2 separate regions of the Ovis aries genome follow, and region 2 is linked to region 1. Evidence: chromatin contacts called from public Hi-C data. All regions are on one chromosome and are shown on one strand. The core of a region is the stretch at or near the end of the contact, and the rest is flanking DNA. Distances in the headings are between cores, read along the strand shown. Region 1 holds the start of GRB10 (growth factor receptor bound protein 10). Region 2 overlaps GRB10 (growth factor receptor bound protein 10).

What was found. A called contact is a pair of places that touch in the nucleus more often than the background predicts.
Region 2: a contact with region 1 is called in a Hi-C map of tail adipose tissue, with 2.8 times the contacts expected there. The contact joins the enhancer-like site here to the promoter of GRB10 in region 1. A contact is called at or near these places in 5 of 16 Hi-C or Micro-C datasets (liver, muscle, skin fibroblasts and 1 more).

What each region holds. Positions count from the first base shown.
Region 1 is chr4:5,909,913-5,914,464 of ARS-UI_Ramb_v3.0, reverse strand. GRB10 (growth factor receptor bound protein 10) reads right to left here and starts at 2,372. Exons shown (of 16, transcript XM_060414420.1): 1 at 2,225-2,372.
Region 2 is chr4:6,081,998-6,086,549 of ARS-UI_Ramb_v3.0, reverse strand. GRB10 (growth factor receptor bound protein 10) reads right to left here. Exons shown (of 16, transcript XM_060414420.1): 5 at 1,559-1,715. Among named protein-coding and RNA genes, the nearest start is that of DDC, 47 kb to the left of the region's middle. Within about 2 kb of position 2,754, at least 11 of the 54 cell types and tissues checked have an H3K27ac peak or open chromatin away from gene starts, as enhancers often do. A contact at or near this core is called in tail adipose tissue, where this site is marked.

The DNA.
Region 1 (4,552 bases), core at 1,123-3,622:
TCCACAATGAAAGGCATTTTGCCCAGTCCAAAAGCTACACACACCACAGGCAATACGCTCTAGATGATTTTAGCGGGGCACAGCTTTTATTAAAACACAGTTCTTATTACAGTAAACATAACCACCATATCAGACTCATGACTCTGTGGTATCAAAATTTCCTTCCAAAACAAATTCGTATCTAAGCACAAAAAGTGAGCGGAGAAAAGAAAACACTGATAATAGCCTAGTGATAGGGCAGGTATCCAGGAGCCACGGGAATGGGAACAGAGTCTGCCGGTTCTCCGGGTGTCTGACCAGCCCAGGGACGCTCCTAGGCCATTTCTCTTTCAGATGCACAGAAGCATGAACCACAGACAACTGGGAAAAAACAAACAAAAAAAAGAACCCAAAGCTTAGGATCTGGTGACAGCTTTGGCATTTGCCAGCCATGTGATCGGACATGCATTTGTTAACCTCCTGAGCCTGGGTTTGTGCGTGTCTGATTCTTTGCCACCCCACGGACTAGCCCACCTCCTTGGTCCATGGGATTCTCTAGGCAAGAATACAGGACTGGGCTGCCATTTCCTACTCCAAGGGATCTTCCTGAATCAGGGGCCAAACCTGAGTCTCTTATATCCATCTCCTGCATTACTTGGTGGGTTCTTTACCACTAGCGCCACCTGAAAGCCCAAGCCTCAATTTCCAAACCTGTAAAATGGGGAGCAGGAGGCTGCAGAGGATTAAAAGTAATCAGGCTTTGAACGTGTGCCATAGACAGTGAAATGCCACACAAGTATCCCTTGCTGCACTTCTCAGTTACTTCTCAGTTGCTGGGTGTGTGACTGTCCTCAAATTCCCTCCCCGAGACCTGGGGGTTGGCCTGTGTGGCCATCTCTTTCAAATGTTTCCAGTAAAACTCAAATATTATATGCAATAATCCTAGAATTCTGATTCTTAACCGGAAAACCTAGTCATCTAGAATCATTCCTGGAAACACTTCGGTTTCAGAGCTTTTTTCCTAACAAAATACTTAACCTAAAAGACACCACCATCGCCAGAAGTCAGAACTTCTTTTGCCACAGAAACCTAGAACCTATCTATTTTTCCTCCTGGAAAGAACGAAGGAATCAGCGAGTCAACTCATGAAAAACGTCCGACTTGGTGCTGTAAACCCTAGTCAACGCCTGTTGCTGTGTTAACATGTGTTCTTAGTAAAACTGAGCGAAACGTTAGAGAAAGCACCACTTTGGAAACTCGGGGGCTCCGAACCGCTGAATCAGCATTTCCAGAAACAAAGTGTTCTGGGTTAGGCCTTGTAAACAGCAGCAAAGAGCAAGTTGTGCAACAACGCGTGTTTACTCACTAGCGCTACTTGTTTGGGTCTTTTCTCCGCATCTCTTGAATGAAGCTGGGGACAACATTTGCAAGAAAGCTTTCTCTCCAACGAATGCATCAGAAAGATCCGGGCCCGGGCAAAGTCACCTGTGGCTTCCCTACGTGACCCACCGTCTCACCGAGGCAAATGACAGAAACTTGGCGTGTCTTCCAACCCCAAGACAAGAAAAACACAATAAAAAGTAGAGAATGTCTCATTTCCATAACGCACATGCTCCAGGGCCGTCCTCAGGCAGGCGCGGGGAGAGGCGATCCGGAGGCCGAGAGTTGCATCAGAATCGCCTTCGGAGAACCGCACAGCTCTTATCACATTTCCCCGGCTGGCGGGCCGCTAACCCGCGAACCCTCGACTTGGGGTTAGGCCCCGGGGGAGGGGAAACGGGTCGCCAGCAGAACCAAAGGGAAAGATCCCAGGATCTGGCTCGCTCCAGCTCCTGAGGGTCCGGCCCCACCGCGCGAGCACGGGCGCACCGGGGGCTGCAGGGGCGCGCGGCGCCCACCCTCCAGGCGATCCGGGAGCGCGGCCTTGGCCCCGACCGCCCGGCGGCGCAGCCCCCACCCCGGCCCGGCCAGTGAGCCGCCGGCGTCGGACAGGAGGGCTCCAGAGGGCGCCGCCCGGGCTCCCCGGCTCCGCGGGGTCGCCGACGCCGAGCGCCGCGCCCGGTCCCCGCCCTCGCGCGCCGCAGCCCCCGGCCCGAGGCGACGCCCTTCCGCCCGCCGCGCCCCCGCGGCGCCCGGCGTCCCCGGCCCGGGCGGCCCGCGCGCAGACAATGACGCCGGGACTGCAGCCCGCCCGCCCGCCGGCCACAAAGTAACTTGGCGCCTCGCTCGCCGCCCAACTCCCTACCTGCCACGGCGCCGTTCGCTGCCGCCTCCGCCTGGCCGCCCGCGCCCCTCGGCGCGGCCGGGGCGGCGCGGGTCCCGCGGGGCAAGGGCGGCGCGCAGGGCGGTCCCGACCCCCGCGTGCCGCCGCCCGGGGACCGCGCGCAAACTTTGGCTCCGCGGCTTCCGAGCGCCCGCCCGCCGCGGCGCGCCGCTCGCGCTCCTTCCTGCCGCCTCCCGGCCTCCCCACCCCCTCGATGGGCTTTAAACCCGCCCGGCCCCGCCCGCCGCCGCCGCCGCCGCCGCCGCCTCCGCCTCCGCCGCCTCCGCCTCCTCCCCCGGTCGCTTTTCCTGCTCCTCCTCCCGCCGCCGCCGCTGCTGCCACCGCAGCCCGGACCGCTCGGGGCCGCCAGCGCGGGCAGGGCCGCGGCCTGGGCGCAGGGCGGGTCGCGGAGGGAGCTCGGGGAGCCGGCGGGGTGCGGCGCCGGGCGCGGGGCCGGGCGCTCCCGCAGGTCGCTGCTGCCGGGGGCTGGCACGGGGGACTGGAAGCCGGCAGCTGGGCGTGGGCGCCCGGACCCCTGGTCCCGCTCTTGGGACTCGCGGACGTAGAACCGCGACCACCCAGCCTGGAGCGCCCTCGAAACACACATCAGACCTCTCCTGGAAGGCAATTTGCAAGCGAATTCTTTGAAACTCAAGTTGAAACTGTGCGGCCCCATTCCCCGTCCCGGGCGCAGCGGGAAGACTGGACGGAGAAGCCTGAGGAGCGGCTGCTGCACTGGCTGTGCCTTGGGCGGCGGTTCCGCGTGGGACCGGGGAACCTGGGCTTCAGCGTCCGCCCGCCGCTGGCGGAGTCTGGAGCCTTGACCCCTCGTAGCCACAGTTTCCCTATCTGCGTACCCGCCCCGGAGCGCGCGTGGAGTGGGAGGCCCTGTTTATTTTCTGTATACCAACGGGCCTCAACGTCCTTAGCTTTGCAATAGGCTAATAAGCCCGCCTACGAGTAATGTCCTGAGGGTTAAATGAGATGTTAACTTGTAACATAAAGCGAAAGGTAAGAAGGAACCCCTACGTTCATCGACACCGTTGTAATTAACATGATTATTAATATTTCTATCGAATCAAAATTATAATACAAATAGGATAATAACAATAATTATGTCTTTTTCTGGGATTTGATATTATAAAAACAGCTGCAGTAATAACTTACCTTCATTGAGCGTGCGTTTTGTGCCAAACATTTCATTAATCCTCTGCTTTCACCCTCTGAGCTTGTTACTAGGAGATGCCCACTGCACAGGCGAGGAAACCCAGTCGCCCAGAGGTTAGATAATTTGCCGAAGGTCAGAGACATTACTTTGCCAACAAAGGTCCGTCTAGTCAAAGCTTGGTTTTTTCCAGTAGTCATGTATGGATGTGAGATTTGAACTATAAAGAAAGTTGAGCGCTGGAGAATTGATGCCTTGAACTGTGGTGTTGGAGAATTCTTGAGAGTCCCTTCGACTGCAGGGAGATCCAACCAGTCCATCCTAAAGGAAATCAGTCCTGAATATTCAATGGAAGGACTAGTGCTGAAGCTGAAACTCCAATACTTGGGCCACCTGATACAAAGAACTGACTCATTTGAAAAGACCCTGATGCTGGGAAAGATTGAAGGCAGGAGAAGAAGGGGAGGACAGAGGATAAGATGGTTGGATGGCATCACTGACTCAATGGACATGAGTTTGAGTAAGCTCTGGGAGTTGGTGATGGACAAGGAAGCCTGGTGTGCTTCAGTCTATGGGGTGGCAAAGAGTCGGACACGCCTGAGCAACTAAACTGAACTGAACTGAAGTAGCTCCTAAGTGCAGAATAAGGATTCTGCCACAACCCTTTAGGGCACTTTTTATAACTTTTGTGTTTCCCACCTTTGGCCTGATTTATCCAGGAGAATTCATCCTTTCTTGAAACTGAAATAAGCATCCTGAAAATATCTCCCCATTGGTCCAGGTTCAGAAAACCCTAAGATGAAACATCTAGAGAGTAATGCAAAGGAACTTAGTTCCTGGAAGAACTTAACTGGACACAAAGATTCCTGTAATAGACAAAGGATCCAGAGCAAGTTAAAGGGGGAAAAGTCATGGGCCAGTTCTGGAGAGCCATGTAAGTTTGACTCTTAAGAGTTTTGTCAAAGGTTCCAGTCAGCAAGGAGACTGAACCAGCCAGAAAGCCTGATAGACAAAGGGCTTTTATAGGTGTTTGAAAACCACCTTATATGTAGACATAGTTTCCTGGATTATTTCTAAGTAAATTCCATACACTAAAGCCCCTTACCCCTACATATGGGCTTGTCAATGGTAAAGAATGCTTCTAA
Region 2 (4,552 bases), core at 1,505-4,004, 170 kb before region 1:
ACACACCGTCTGTCTGACAGCACAGCGGAGCCAGAACACATGACCTCAAGCAGTGCCAACTCAAATGTACCTCGTATTCCGTAGGCTTAGATTGTATAATATGAGTTGCACAAATGCCAGTTAGTGAAAGGAATATTCCAGACCTAGGTTTAATTTCAATTTATTAATTGTTCTAAAAGGTTATAAGAAAGTCTTTCAACTACGGGAAGACGTTTGCAAGCTGTGCAGCTTTTCTCTCCTTCAAGACATGGAAAGAAAATACAGCTGACTTACATACAGAAAACTCTGGTTTTAAATACTTGCCTATGATTTTAGAAGCACCATACATTATCCAATAGAAAATCAAATGAAAGTTTGAAAAGCTTCTTCACCTGAAATCAGCCACCAAACAAACAAACCTCAAACTTTAATAAGTTCTGTAAATAGCACGCATTTCAAAATAGTCTCTTGCTCTCTCAAATACCCAGAGACACTGCGGGAAACTCAAACTTAGATGACATTGCCCCCTCCACTCCTGGGGGCCTCCCTGTGCCTTCCTGCAGGCTGTCACCCCGGCTCCCCAACCCCATCTGGTGAAGGAACGGCTCTGCAGAGCGATGCCAGAATCTTCCAGGGCACCTCTGGCTGACTCCCCAGAGCACAGGTGTGCAGCCAGCCCCAGGCCTCTCACAGCCAGTCCTCCTGCTGAACGAGAGGGACCCTCCTTCCTACTGTGTCCTAGCCCTTGAGAATCACTGCTCCAAACATCCAAGAGTGAGATTCTGGAAGCACCAGAAGGGAGAGTTTAGAAGAGGAGAAGAAGCAGGAGCACAGATAGACCACCTGCTCCACTGGCAGGGACACTGCAGTGACAGTCTGGCATCTGCTGGTGGTGGCCTTCACCTGGCAGCACCCTGAGTACCCACTGCTGCTCCCCACCCGGAGCTGCTCCCCGTCCCGGAGCTGCTCCCCGTCCTAGAGCTGCTCCCCATCCTGGAGCTGCCCCCACCTGGACCTGCTCCCCCTCCTAGAGCTGCTCCCACTTCTGGAGCTGCTCCCCAACCTGGAGCTGCTACCCCTCCTGAAGCTGCCCCTGCCCAGAGCTGCTCCCCCTCCTGAAGCTGCCCCCACTCAGAGCTGCTCCCCATCCTGGAGCTGCTCACCACCCAGAGCTGCTCCCACACCTGGTGCTGCCCCCCCTCCACCTGAAGCTGCCCCCCGCCCAGACCTGCTCCCCCTCCTGGAGCTGCCCCCACTGAGAGCTGCTCCCCCTCCTGGAGCTGCCCCCGCCCAGAGCTGCCCCTTGCCCAGAGCTGCCCCTACCCAGACCTGGCCCCCTCCTGGAGCTGCTCCCCCACCTGGAGCTGCCCCCTCCCAGATCTGCTCCCACTCCTGGAGCTGCCCCCTGCCAAGAGCTGCCCCTACCCAGACCTGCCCCCCTCCTGGAGCTGCTCCCTCACCTGGAGCTGCCCCCTCCCAGACCTGCTCCCCCTCCTGGAGCTGCCCCCTCTTCTGAAGCTGCTCTCCCACCTGGAGCTGCCCCCTCCCACAGCTGCCCCTACCCAGACCGGCTCCCCACCTAATCCCAGGTGTGGGTGGTGCTCCACCAGCGCCCAGCTGTTGTCGTCCACACAGTGACTTCTGTAAACCAGCAGCTGGCACAGGTCCCTGGCCGTCATGTCTGCCAGAATCTCCACCACTTTGCTTGTCCCGTCTTCACTGAAGACTTTAACATCCTGCAACACAAGAATATGACACCTTCAGATGAACAACTTCGGGTCTTCAGAAATAAACACTGATACAGCACACTAGGGGAAATTATAGATGACAGCACTCCAACATGTATTTTTGGTTTTCCAAGCAGCAGGTGACCGCAGGCTGCACCCATCAACACTCCCCTCTCATCCCCTGTGGATGCACAGGACAGATAGGATTCTAACACAGGCTCTGAAAACACCCAAGAGACCTCCGGACATATGGCCAAACCAGTGTACGAGCTGCTTTTCCACGGTCTGTCTCAGGAAGTCCCAGATTTCCTTTTAATGCTGCTGGTGGTCTTGGGGTGGGACAGTTTACAGCTGAACCGACTGAAAGCAACAGACGCCCCGCAGGAATCCCTAAGTCTGGGTGACTCCAGCTGCTCTCCCTTTCAAGGGTCCCCAGTGCCGCAGGCAGCACCCACTGCCTCCTCCCGTCATTCCCTACCCACCTCATGCTCACTGTAGCTCAGGAAGAAGATGAGAAAAGGAACATGAACACGCCGAAACTCAAACAACTGAAAAGGGCAGTCCCCAAACTCTTCGGCCCTCCCCCTACAAAATTCCAAGCCAGCTTTGTTTCCCCAGAGCTGTTCAAAGCCATGGCCTATGGCAGCTCCCAGACAGGGGAACGGCCAAGCAAAAATTCAGAGGAGCACACATTTTCTCTGTCCCAGCTGCAAAATCAGCAGGGGTGTAGCCTTGAGAGGAAACATGAGACGCTTAAAACAATCTTACCTCAACAGCATGGAAAAAGCAGTCAGAGGAACAAGATGGCATTTTAAATCAAGACTGTGTCTTGAAGGGGAGTGTATCCCCAGCCTTTCCCACTGTCCCTGGCAGGCAGGACCCCCACTCTGGGCACCGACCCACCGACAGAGGCCTGGTGGGCAGGCTGTCTCTGGGCAGCAGGGCAGCTGCTACAAGGCTGCCTTTGGCTCGCTCCTCTAGCTCGTGAATTAAGCCACGCGGGGCAGACCAATCAGGGCCTTGCCTGGGCCTGATGCAATCGCTCCCCTACTCGGTGCTCCCGCCCGAGGCGGACGTGATGACAACAGGACAGCAACACGAGGCTCAGACCAGTGCTCCAGCAAAATGCCCGCTCACTCCTCCCCACGGTTGTGACGCCCAGGCAGGATGCTTGGCCCGAGCACGTGTGTTCTCTGAACCCAGGCCTGGCTGCCAAATCTCTCAGCAACCTTGAGCCCTGCAAGGCATGCTATCACTTGCAAGTTTGGAGCTGGAGCTTTCTGCGGCCCGAATGTCAGCTGGTCCTGAGGAGCTGGCTCCACTCCTCCCTCCCCGCTCCAAGTCCTTTTTCTCGAGTTTTGATTAAGTGCAGAATTTGAACATTTCTCTCCACTGCGAGGAGTCTCACAGGAGACGGTGAGTTGCTAATATGAAGTCCACAGGGAGGGTGTGTTCCCCTGAGGACTGTCCACAGCAGGCTTAGAGTCTCAGAGCCAGAGGGCAGACAGGACCACCCCAGGGACTGAGCTGTCAGTGGGGCAGGGACACTGTTCCCACCACCTCTCCACCAGCCGTTCAACCTGGTGGGGGCGGATCAGGACTCAGGAGCCTGCTTATAACTCACATTCATCTTAAATGAAACCCAATCCATGTCTTTTCTGGAACTGACGTTTCACTGAATGACAGTTCTACTTCTCCAAAACCAATTAAATATTCAAATACAGATAACATGACTGAGTTTATGAAAACAAAATGGAATTTTAACAAAGAAAACATGTCTCTGGTGTATAGGTAAAAACTCTGTAAGAACAAATACATTAATACAAAAGAAAAACAAACCTAGAAAAAGAATTCATACAACTGATATATATGCTAATTACATATAAGTACATATAATCATAAATATGCAAATTATAAATATATAAATCTTCCACAGCACTGCAGACATACAAATACCCAAATCAGCATGTTCCTAATTTTCCTTCTTTCCTAAGTTTCTAAGTGAACTTATCTGTGATTACAACGAATATTATCTTCTCTAGGAAGTTTAAATTAGGTTGAAGTGTTTCCTATCTCTCTCCAAGGGTCTTCCTGCCCAAATCAGCTATAGCAGCAGCTTTTAAATCTTCTTTTCAGTCCTACTGCACTTTCCTTTAAACTCTTTCTTCATTTCCCTTTGCTCCAAGGCCATGCCCCCAGAGGTCTAAATATAGACCGAGTATTAAAATCTAAGATGTGCTTGGTCATATGGCCACGTCCCCAGCTTTCAGATCCCCAGAGCCAGGGAACAGCTGGGGGTGGGGCAGGCAGGCTGCAGCCTGTGACACAGACAGACACAAGGGTTACAGGCTGCCAGGACAGGACCTCAGATCCTGTACTGTCAGCTCCACCCCGACACAGCGCCATCCAGTTATCTCGTCAAAGTCACCAGGGCCTGCTGACCAGATTAAACAGGCCCCAAGGCAGAAAGCCAAGGAAGCCACCATACACACCCACAGTCTCACCCGGGGAGCATGACGAGCTCGAGAGGAGAGTGTAACCAACCAACGCACAAAGGAAGGTGCTGTTGGAACTGCCAGCCTCTAAAGCCAACAGCTCCAGAAGGGGCGTCTTGCCCTGTGCCCACCACCCCTGCAGTCAGCAACGGGGCAGGGCCGGGCTCATTCTGGAAACAAGTGAGAGTCTTCCATCTCAGCCTTTGGTGCAGCAGGCCTGGGCTGAGGGATGCCGGGGAGCGGGCTAAGGTCCCGAGTGAGATGCTCATGGTCCTGTGAGGGCGGGATGCAGGAGCTTCTTTCTCGTTAGCTTGCCAAGGCCTCCACTCCACTAATTCACAGTTCAGCCAG